2 separate regions of the Mus musculus genome follow, and region 2 is linked to region 1. The links are chromatin contacts, called in public HiChIP or PLAC-seq maps. All regions are on one chromosome and are shown on one strand. The core of a region is the stretch at or near the end of the contact, and the rest is flanking DNA. Distances in the headings are between cores, read along the strand shown.

What was found. HiChIP or PLAC-seq counts read pairs in DNA pulled down with a chosen protein or histone mark.
Region 2: an H3K4me3 HiChIP or PLAC-seq map of embryonic stem cells shows a contact between it and region 1, with 20 read pairs. The contact joins two enhancer-like sites. A contact is called at or near these places in 1 of 39 promoter capture datasets (cranial neural crest), 2 of 15 datasets of contacts at CTCF or cohesin (embryonic stem cells and stem cell-derived epiblast-like cells), 31 of 484 Hi-C or Micro-C datasets (CD4 single positive thymocytes, CD8 T cells, cardiomyocytes and 17 more), 17 of 115 datasets of contacts at active chromatin or transcription factors (SST interneurons, craniofacial prominence, embryonic basal ganglia and 9 more) and 4 of 9 other capture datasets (adipose tissue, embryonic stem cells, liver and 1 more).

What each region holds. Positions count from the first base shown.
Region 1 is chr5:116,222,131-116,226,521 of GRCm38.p6, reverse strand. It overlaps Ccdc60 (coiled-coil domain containing 60), which reads left to right. Exons shown (of 14, transcript NM_177759.3): 2 at 1,171-1,253. Among named protein-coding and RNA genes, the nearest start is that of Gm36502, 7.7 kb to the left of the region's middle. Within about 2 kb of position 1,806, at least 3 of the 459 cell types and tissues checked have an H3K27ac peak or open chromatin away from gene starts, as enhancers often do. A contact at or near this core is called in embryonic stem cells, where this site is marked.
Region 2 is chr5:116,451,018-116,455,898 of GRCm38.p6, reverse strand. It overlaps Srrm4 (serine/arginine repetitive matrix 4), which reads left to right. Exons shown (of 13, transcript NM_026886.3): 9 at 2,186-2,490. All of the region lies in intron 2 of Srrm4os (serine/arginine repetitive matrix 4, opposite strand), which reads right to left. Among named protein-coding and RNA genes, the nearest start is that of Srrm4os, 15 kb to the right of the region's middle. Within about 2 kb of position 2,263, at least 51 of the 459 cell types and tissues checked have an H3K27ac peak or open chromatin away from gene starts, as enhancers often do. A contact at or near this core is called in embryonic stem cells, where this site is marked.

The DNA.
Region 1 (4,391 bases), core at 557-3,056:
AAATGTCTCGAGAACCAGGACTCTGTCTTCCAGATGTTTATCACTGCTGGCCTGTGAGTGCCATTGGGGGGCGGGGGACAGTGGGAGTGGTTTCCTGAGGTCCTGCTGCAGTGCCAACCAAGTTGCAGAGCTACAGGTTGTGTCTTGTCCCCTAGATGTGTCGGGCAGATGGCGGGGTTGCAAATCCTCTAACACAGCAATGCATTCTCTTCCTAGTGTGATGACCCAGACCCCTGATACACGGCACATTTCCCTCTGTCACCCATGGAAACAGTACATGGAGCTAGTCAGATGAGTGACTGTGAGCCCAGATTCCGTTCCCAGCACCCAAGTGGCTCGGCTCACAATGCCTCCGATAACTGCAGCTCCAGGGGACCCAACATCCACTTCTTTCTGGTCTCCATAGGTACCCGCACTCACCTGCACAGATGGACACATGGACACATAATTTAAGAATAAAGTAAAAATTTTGAAAATATACATGAAAGTTGGACACCATCATGGTTTGGTTGCTGCGTGTCCCCCTCACCCCAAAGGTTTACCCATCAGAGCTGGGGTGATGGCTCACTGAGGAAAACACTTAACTTGCAGGCATGAGGACCCATGTTTGATCCCAGAACACACACACACACACATACATACAAGCACTGTGGCATGTGCCATCCAGCAGTGGTGGGAGTGGCAGGGAAAGACTGTGTTGGAAGCGGGTCACTTTTCATGTTGTATACTATTCTGCAGTCTAGATGCAGCAGGATGGTTCAGTCTGTCTTCCCTTGTGGCATGTGCAGGTATTTGTCTTTACAAGCAACTGAGTGGCCTTGCTATGGTGCCTCCGCATCCCTGTCAGGAATATTCTCTTGCGGGATGCTTAACCACAGATGTTGGATCTAAGGGGCATGCATGGTCCTTCTGAAAGGTTTTCACAGTGTGTTTCCCACAAGCTTTAGAAGTGTGCCATCCTGCTGTCCCACACTCCCGGACCCTGACACAGGTCCAAGGCAAAACAGGGCCAACCAGCGACAGCCCAGAGCCTCCCAAACCATGTGCTGGAGTAGAACTTTGCTCTGCGTAAATTGATTCTCGCTAGACACAGGGCCCTCTGTTAGTCCAGCTTCACCTGGAGCACCTGTGTTAATGTCCCTCTCCCCTCTCCTCTCCTGTCTTCCCCAGCAGGCCTCAGACAAGACAGCGAAGAACTCCAAATATATAGACAAGGAGATAGCAAACCTTAAGAAGGATCTTATGCGAAGCCGGTGAGTGAGCCCTGGGAGGGATGACTTGTGAGCCGCAGGCACTGCGGGCCAGGCTGGGGACAGGGAGCGGGGGGGGGGGGGGGGGGGGGGGGGGCGAGCCTCTCCATAGACATTCATCGGAAGACCTGGTGTGCCAGGGAAAGAACACAGGGGATCAACGCGTCCGAGACGCCTCCCCTCCCGGCATCTGTCCCACGCTGCTGAATGATGGGTGGGCCTACGTGGGGGTGGGGTGGGGGGGACAGGGCTGGAGGATAGGTCACAGGGTTAAACAACCCCGAGAGCTACAGGCCCTTTCCATGTGAGAGGTGGCTCTGTCTACTCTCCTGGGGCCTGGCCATGATGTAATCTCTAAATTGTGCCGGTGCACACTAGAAAGGGAGCAGACAGAAGCGAGTTCAAATGAAGAACTGTCTGGATTGGGTCAGCCTGTGGCCATGACGGTGAAGGGTTTCTTCTTAAGTGAGATGATCAGGAAGGAAAGAACCACCCTGAGCATGTGTGGCTTTACCCCCTGGTCTGGGTCCTGGGCGCTTTCATTTCTCTCTGCCCTGGCTGGGGATGTCATGTGACCAGCTCCTTCCAATCCCTGCCTTGACTTTCCCAGAGGATGCTCTATAGCCTGGATGGAGTTGTAAAGCAAAAACAAAACAAAACAAAACAAAAACAAAAACACCTTTTCTTCCCCTAGAACATTCTCCAAGAGAGAGGGGGAAGAGCAATGAACAGCTTAGAGTCCACTGTTCCCAGCGGAAGCACGCATGCGTCGCGTACTAACATGCACCCCTCCAGGTTCCCAGTGTCTCCTCGCCCTCTCCCGTCCATGACCTGGAGAAAGTTCCAATCCCGAAACCCCCATGTGACTTTGTTTGTAACAAGGGCCACTAGATGGGTAACTGAGGGTCAATGAAGTCAAATGTCCTTATCCAGTCTGTGTCCTTATAAGAAAAGGGAGAGCGGTCAGAAATCCATGCACAGAACAAGAGGTTTCACAAAGAGCCGCAGTTAGCATAGGCAATGTCCAGGAGCCCATACTTTTGAACATGTGGTCCCCAGTGGGTGGCGCTGTTTCAGGAGGCTGTGGGACCTCCCTGGAGAAGGTAGGGCGTTAGGATCCAGCCTTGAGGTTCTATGGTTCAGCCACACTTCCTGGTCTGAGTCCTGATGGCAGCCCAGCCAGACTTGTGGGTCTGCCGCCATGCCTCCCCCACCATGACTGACTGTATTCCTTCTGCAACATCAGCTGCAATAAACTCTTCCTCTCCTAAGCTGGTTTTAGGTGGGGCATTCCATCGCAGCATCAGAGAAATAATGAATACAGAGAGTGTTGAAGCAAACGCCCTCCCAGCTCTGGGTCTGCTGACGCCATTGTATCTGCATGTGTCTGAGAGTATGTATATGTGTGTGAGTGAGTATGTGCATGTGTGTGAGAGGGTATGTGTGTATTTGTATGTGAGTGTGTTTTGTGTGTGATTGCATGTGTGTTGAGTGTGTGTGAGAGTGTGTATCTGTGTGTCTGTGTGTAAAGTTTGTAATAATTTATACAGAGAGATCCTAGGTCTGATGCCTGAAGGAGAGAGAGAGCCATTCACACAAAGGGGGAGCAGCCGTGGTTCTTCAGAGCATGAGTTGAGGGGGTGATGAAGTCAGGACATGCTGGGCATACTGCAGCATCAGAGGGGCCTGTGTAGAGCCTCGGGGTAAGCTAGGTTGAGAGAGGAAAGAGATGGAGCTAAAATGTCAGGAAGGCCATGCAGAAATGTTTGGCGTAGCTGCTGGAGGGTTCTGAGCAAGAGGGGGTAGTCAGATTTTAAAAAAATAACTACACTCACTTCGTAGAGATGGCCTGGAAGGTCGTGGTAAGGGTGATGCTTGTGAGGGTCAGGAAAAGAAACAACAGGAAGAGGACGGACTCAGAGTTGCAGCCATCAGACTGGGTGTTGGTGTGGGCGTGGGAGCTGAAGAGAAAGGCAGCACCCGTGTCTGAAGGCCCATCTGCCTGTTAGGATGTAGAGGCTCAAAGCCCTGTCCTGTTCATGCTATGCTCCCAAATAAGGATTCATAGGATGGATTTTGTTATTCACCTTGATAACTTAGCTAACACTGCAGAAGAAGATTAACATGCCAGTAAAAAATGATACACACACATGCATATAAACCATACACACACACCTCACACACAATGCACACACACCATAAACATGCATATGCATAAACAATATACCACTCACACATACATGTACATATGTGCACACCATACATACACATACATGCACGTGCACATATGTGCACACCATACACATGCATACCATACACATATACACACTCGTGCATGTACATGCACACACAGACTATACATGCCATAGACATATACACATTATACATACATCATATACATATACACATACCATACATACATATACCATACACATATACATATACCAAACACATACACGATAAACAGACATACCATATATACCGTACACACACATACACACACAAAGACACACCAAACAATACAAACACAACATAGACACACACAGGTTCATGCACACACACAGGTTCTTGGATGCCTGCACTGTGGGCTTTCTCCTCTTTCATTACCTGGGTCCTCAGTCTAGAGGAGCTGGCCACATTAAGGGAGTCCTAGTCTTAGCTGATCCTCTATGGTAACGCCATCACAGATAAAGCCAAAGGTGTGGTTTACTCATCTCCTAGGCACTCCTCAGCCCTGTCAGCAACCAAGACTCACCAAAAAAACCTGTTTGATAGAACCATGAGCCCACAGTTAGCCTGGTACCCTAGTTTCTTTCCGTTGCTGTGATGTCATGCTTTGTCCAACAGAGCTTGGGAGGTGTCTTAGTTAGGGTTCCATTGCTGTGAGCAGACACCATGACCAAGGCAACTCTTATAAAGGACAACATTTAATTGGGACTGGCTTACAGGTTCAGAGGTTCAGTCCATTATCATTGTGACAGGAAGCATGGCAGCATCTAGGCAGGCAGACATAGCGCCAGAGGAGCTGAGAGTTCTTTCCATCTCTTGTCCCAAAGGCAGCTAGAAGAAGAATAACTTCCGAGAAGCTAGGAGGCAGGCCTCAAAGCCCACACCCACAGTGACATACTTCCTCCTATAAGG
Region 2 (4,881 bases), core at 1,014-3,513, 230 kb before region 1:
GAGAAACAGTAAAGAAAGTCCTACCTCCTAACCCCAGGCCCTGGTATTCCAAGCTGTTGAGGATCTCTCTGTGATTATCAGTTCCGGGTGTACACATCTCCCCTCATGGTTGAAGTGGTTTCTTAGAAAAGCTCTGGTGGCCCCTTCCCTAGCAGATCTGTGAAACAAGAGATGAAGTTGGGGGAAAGTAGATTTTTATTTTTAAAATAGGAAAATACTATATAAGGCCTAGGGTCAGACGATAGGACATCTATACTAGGCAAGATGTCTAAATGCTCATAAATAAAGCAACAAAGCCTAATAAAGTATGTTCACTCTCTCAGCAAATATATTTTCAAGGTGATATGAAAGTCGCCTTTGAATCCAGAATCGCAGAATCCCTCTGCACTAGAATGGCAGTGAGAGAGAACCTGCCCCAAGGTCTCGGGCTTCCTGTCTCTGTCACTAACTGTGACAGGCCCCACACAGGCACTTGGATACCTTAGCATCATCATGCAGATTCTGCCCAGATTGACCCACCTGAGACATAGTTATGTATGGGAAGACAGAACTGTGGAGGAGACATAACCTCAGAAGGAGGCTCGTGAGACGTTTAAACAGAGAATTCTGGAATCCCAGGAGCCCCAGAGAGGTTTCCAGAGAGTGTCCGCTTGATCCCACAGATGTATCTCCTCAGAGAGATACATTGCTAGATACATTGTTCAGGGCTTTTGCCCACCTCAACTAAACATGGTACAACGACCAGGAGCCAGAAGCAAACTCACTATGACCTCTCAGCCACATCCTGACCTGAACGTTGAAGAAAAAACATATTCTCAGCATAGACCTCCCTTCCCAAGAGCTCACTGCTCACAAAGCCCTCAGTCTTCCTAGCCAGTCCTCCAGCAGGACTCTGAGGCCTCTCTTCCAGCGATCCCTGATTGTGCCCTTCTAAATTGCCCGACCGCGATCACGAGTTCCCTTCCGGTCTCCTCTAGAAATAAGGCGCAGGGCGCAGGTTCCCAAGCCACGAAGGTTTCCCTGATCCAACCTGGGCAGGAAGGGAGTGTCGAGGTATGAGCTATCCACACGCTCAAAGCACTGAGCGCCCCCAAACCCAAAAGGTCAGAGCGAAGGTTAAAGTTGTGCAGGAAGGTGTGTGTTTTTTCTTGTCTGATGATGGACTCACGTTGCCCGCTCTTCCCTTTCTCTTACACCTTTCCTACTAAAGGAGGAGTCCTTGCTTGGTAAGTGGATGTAATCCGCAAAGACATGAGAGACTTTATTAGAAGCCACTCAGGATGCTTAGCTACCTCCTACGAGGGAGAAGGACGCGCACAAATGCCTGTAGAGACTTTTTTTTTAATCGTTATTATTGTTATTATTTTTGGTTTGTTTGTTTTCAGTCAGACTATATGCCTTTATATTTATTTTGCCCCTCCCTCTCTTGACTCCTTTAGTTGGAAACTGCTGAACCGTCAGTTTGTGACCGTGACTTTTTTTGAAAGAAAGAAAGAAAGAAAGAAAGAAAGAAAGAAAGAAAGAAAGAAAGAAAGGAAGAAAGAAAGAGAGAGAGAGAGAGACCAACCCTCATCTTTATTTCTTTGGCCCATATGACACTTCTTCAGTATTTTATGCAAGCAACTTTTTCTGAGAGAGAGAAAGAGAGAGAGAGAGAGTTAGCTGAGGATTTTGGTTAAATTTAAACCTTGGCCTTTTGCGTTTTTAATTTCCAAGATATAATTTTTGAGGCCCATAGCCCCTTTTCTTTTTTTTTCCTTCCCCGCTCCCCTTTCCTTCCTTTTGATTATTCTTTGAGGTTAAGGGTGTCTACAGCCCTCCCTTTTCTATTAATTTGTCTCTTTCTGTTTGAGTTTATTGAAGACTATATTTTTTGTATGATTTCCTTTGACTTTCGTTTACTCTGAATCGCATGCCTTTTTCCCTGCATGTCTCCTGAATCTTCCAGTTCTTCTAGCAGGGGGTTTAAAAAAAACAAAACAAAACAAAACAAACAAAAAATAAGATCTAGAGATCTCCTATTTCTGTGGAATTCTTTCAGGAATTTGTGCTTTTGTTTTTTTGGCGTCTCTTCTCTCCCCTCTCTCTTTGCTTTCGTTACAGTGACTCATGACGGTTAACATTCTAGGTTACTGGCACACGGCCCAGGAGCTCAGCAGTGTCCGACGGGTCTTTTTGCTTTCAGATCACTGGGTCGGGGTCCGCGGCTGACCTCTTTAGCAAATCGGCCAGCCCTCTCGCCGCCACCCGAGGGCGCTCGCAGGAGTACGACTCGGGCAATGACACGTCCTCGCCGCCCTCCACGCAAACCAGCTCGGCCAGGTCTCGGGGCCAGGAGAAGGGGAGTCCCGGTGGGGATCTAAGCAAGAGTCGAGACCTCAACTGTGGCAACACCTCCGATTCAGGGAACTCCTTCACCACCTCCTCCCCCCAGAACAAGGGGGCTGTCTTGGAGACTGTCTCTCCCGCCTGCAGGAGCAGAGAGTCAAGGTCAGTGTATTTGGGGGTGGGCGGGTCCGCCTCTTAGCAGCAACATTTCACTGTCTCATCATGGTTCCAGTCTTCCTTCCAGGAGTCTTTATTTACAAGAGAGTCCATTCAAATTAGCATATATATGATACATATGTATATGCAATATATGCAAATGCGCACACACACACACACACATATACATTAACTTCTTTTGAGTCACTGTCAGTTAAAAACGTATCATAATACTGACCACAATAAATTAAAAGCATTCACACTAAAAAAAAAAAAACAAACCTGCATATATATGATTATAATAGTTTTATTCTTTTTTAAAAGAATTTATTTATTTTTATTTTATATGCATCGGGGTTTTGCTTACATGTATCTGAGAGAGGGTATTGAATACCCTGGAACTGGACTCACAGACAGTTGTGAACTGTCCTGTGGGTGCTGGGAATTGAACTCAGGCCCTCCAGAAGAGCAGCCAGTGCTCTCAACCACCAAACCATCCCTCTAGCCCCACAGATTGAAGAATATTATTTGGCTCTTTAAAAAAAAAAAAAAATATATATATATATATATATATATATATATATATATATATATATATATATAGAGAGAGAGAGAGAGAGAGAGAGAGAGAGTATACAAAAGAAACATTTCATCATCAACACACACACATACACATGACCTTCTTTGCTGGGTGTTGTGCTTGCTGCTTGCATTTTCCCTTCAGAGAAGACAGATTCATGTTTGCTCAGAAGCTGTCTTAGTCAGGGTTTCTATTCCTGCACAAACATCACGATCAAGAAACAAGTTGGGGAGGAAAGGGTTTATTCAGCTTACACTTCCATACTGCGTTCATCACCAAAGGATGTCAGGACTAGAACTCAAGTAGGTCAGGAAGCAGGAGCTGATGCAGAGGCCATGGGGGGATGCTGCTTATTGGCTTGTTTCCCCTGGCTTGCTCAGCTTGCTCTCTTACAGAACCTGAGACCACCAGCCCAGGGATGACACCACCCAGAATGGGCCCTTCTACCCTTGATCACTAATTGAGAAAATGCCCCACAGCTGGATCTCATGGAGGCACTTCCCCAACTGAAGCTCCTTTCTCTGTGATAACTCCAGCCTGTGTCAAGTTGACACACAAAATCAGCCAATGACAGGGCCATCATTTCTTCACCAACGGCTCTGTTGATCAAGCAATTGAAGTATATGGACATAGTTCCATGGTTAAAATGCTCGCCAAGCAAGCAGTAGAAATGTCAGGTGGGCTCAAAGGCCTGGATCCTCAGGATGCAGAGCCAAGGGTTCCCCAGAGCAAGCAGCGTAGTGAGGGTAGGCTTATCAGTAAGCTCTGGGTTTGACTGGGAGACCCTGCCTCAAAGAAGAAAGAGGGGGAGTGATGGAGAATGATCTCTGGCATCAGCTAGCACACCTGCCCCCCCATATCTGTGCACATGTGTGCACATACTACACACATGCACAGATACATGAAGAGAATGTGGAAGAAAAAATAAGTGAATCACAGCATAATGCTAAGCACTAAATGTGCTCTCACGGGAGTAATTGTTTAAATTTGCTGGTCATTTAGTCTGCACCATCCATTCAACTTGTTACCTTAGGGCAACACTTAGCTTGGTAAAAATGGCGGGCCCCCGCCTCGAGTTGGCAGATACCCAAGTGGGGAAAGCTGGCTAGCACACTGTACCCAGAGAAGCACTGGGGCTCTCCTCCTGCTGCGGCTTCAAGTCTACCTTTGTGCTAAGTGGTCAAGACTTCCAAATGATGGCCACACCCTACTCAAGTGATAATGATGATGATGATAGCAATGGTATTAGTATCAATTAATTTAAAAGTTGTTAACATCTATTAAGCCAGATAACATACTAGACACTGTTAAAAATGCTTCCCGTGAACAGCTTTCCTCGGCTCCTATTAGTGTCTCCACTTTATATTTATATCACTATTATAACCTTTTTGTGAAGTGCAGTGAATTTGAGGCACAGACCCACAGACTTAAATTCAGCTAATAAGCAACAGTAGCAGCATTCAAATGCAGACCCAACTAGATTCCAAGTCCAAGAGATATATAGCCATTACCTGCTTAATTTGATATACATAGACAGCCCAATTAAATAATTTAGAAGCAGCCTTTCACTGAGGAATGTAAATGATGGTGAAATCATGAGTATTTATGCCCTGCCAGCTCTGGACAAAGGGCTCAATAAATACGGGCTAAGTGGAAGAGATATGAGCTGGAAGCCAAGGACACCACAGACATGGAGGGAAAGGGACTGGAGTGATGACGGACATGTGGGGGAGCCGCCAGACAGATCGGAGTTTGGAACTCTGAGTGACCTTGAGCGAGTCACTAGTCCTTCTGAGTCACCTCAGTAAATCGGCCAT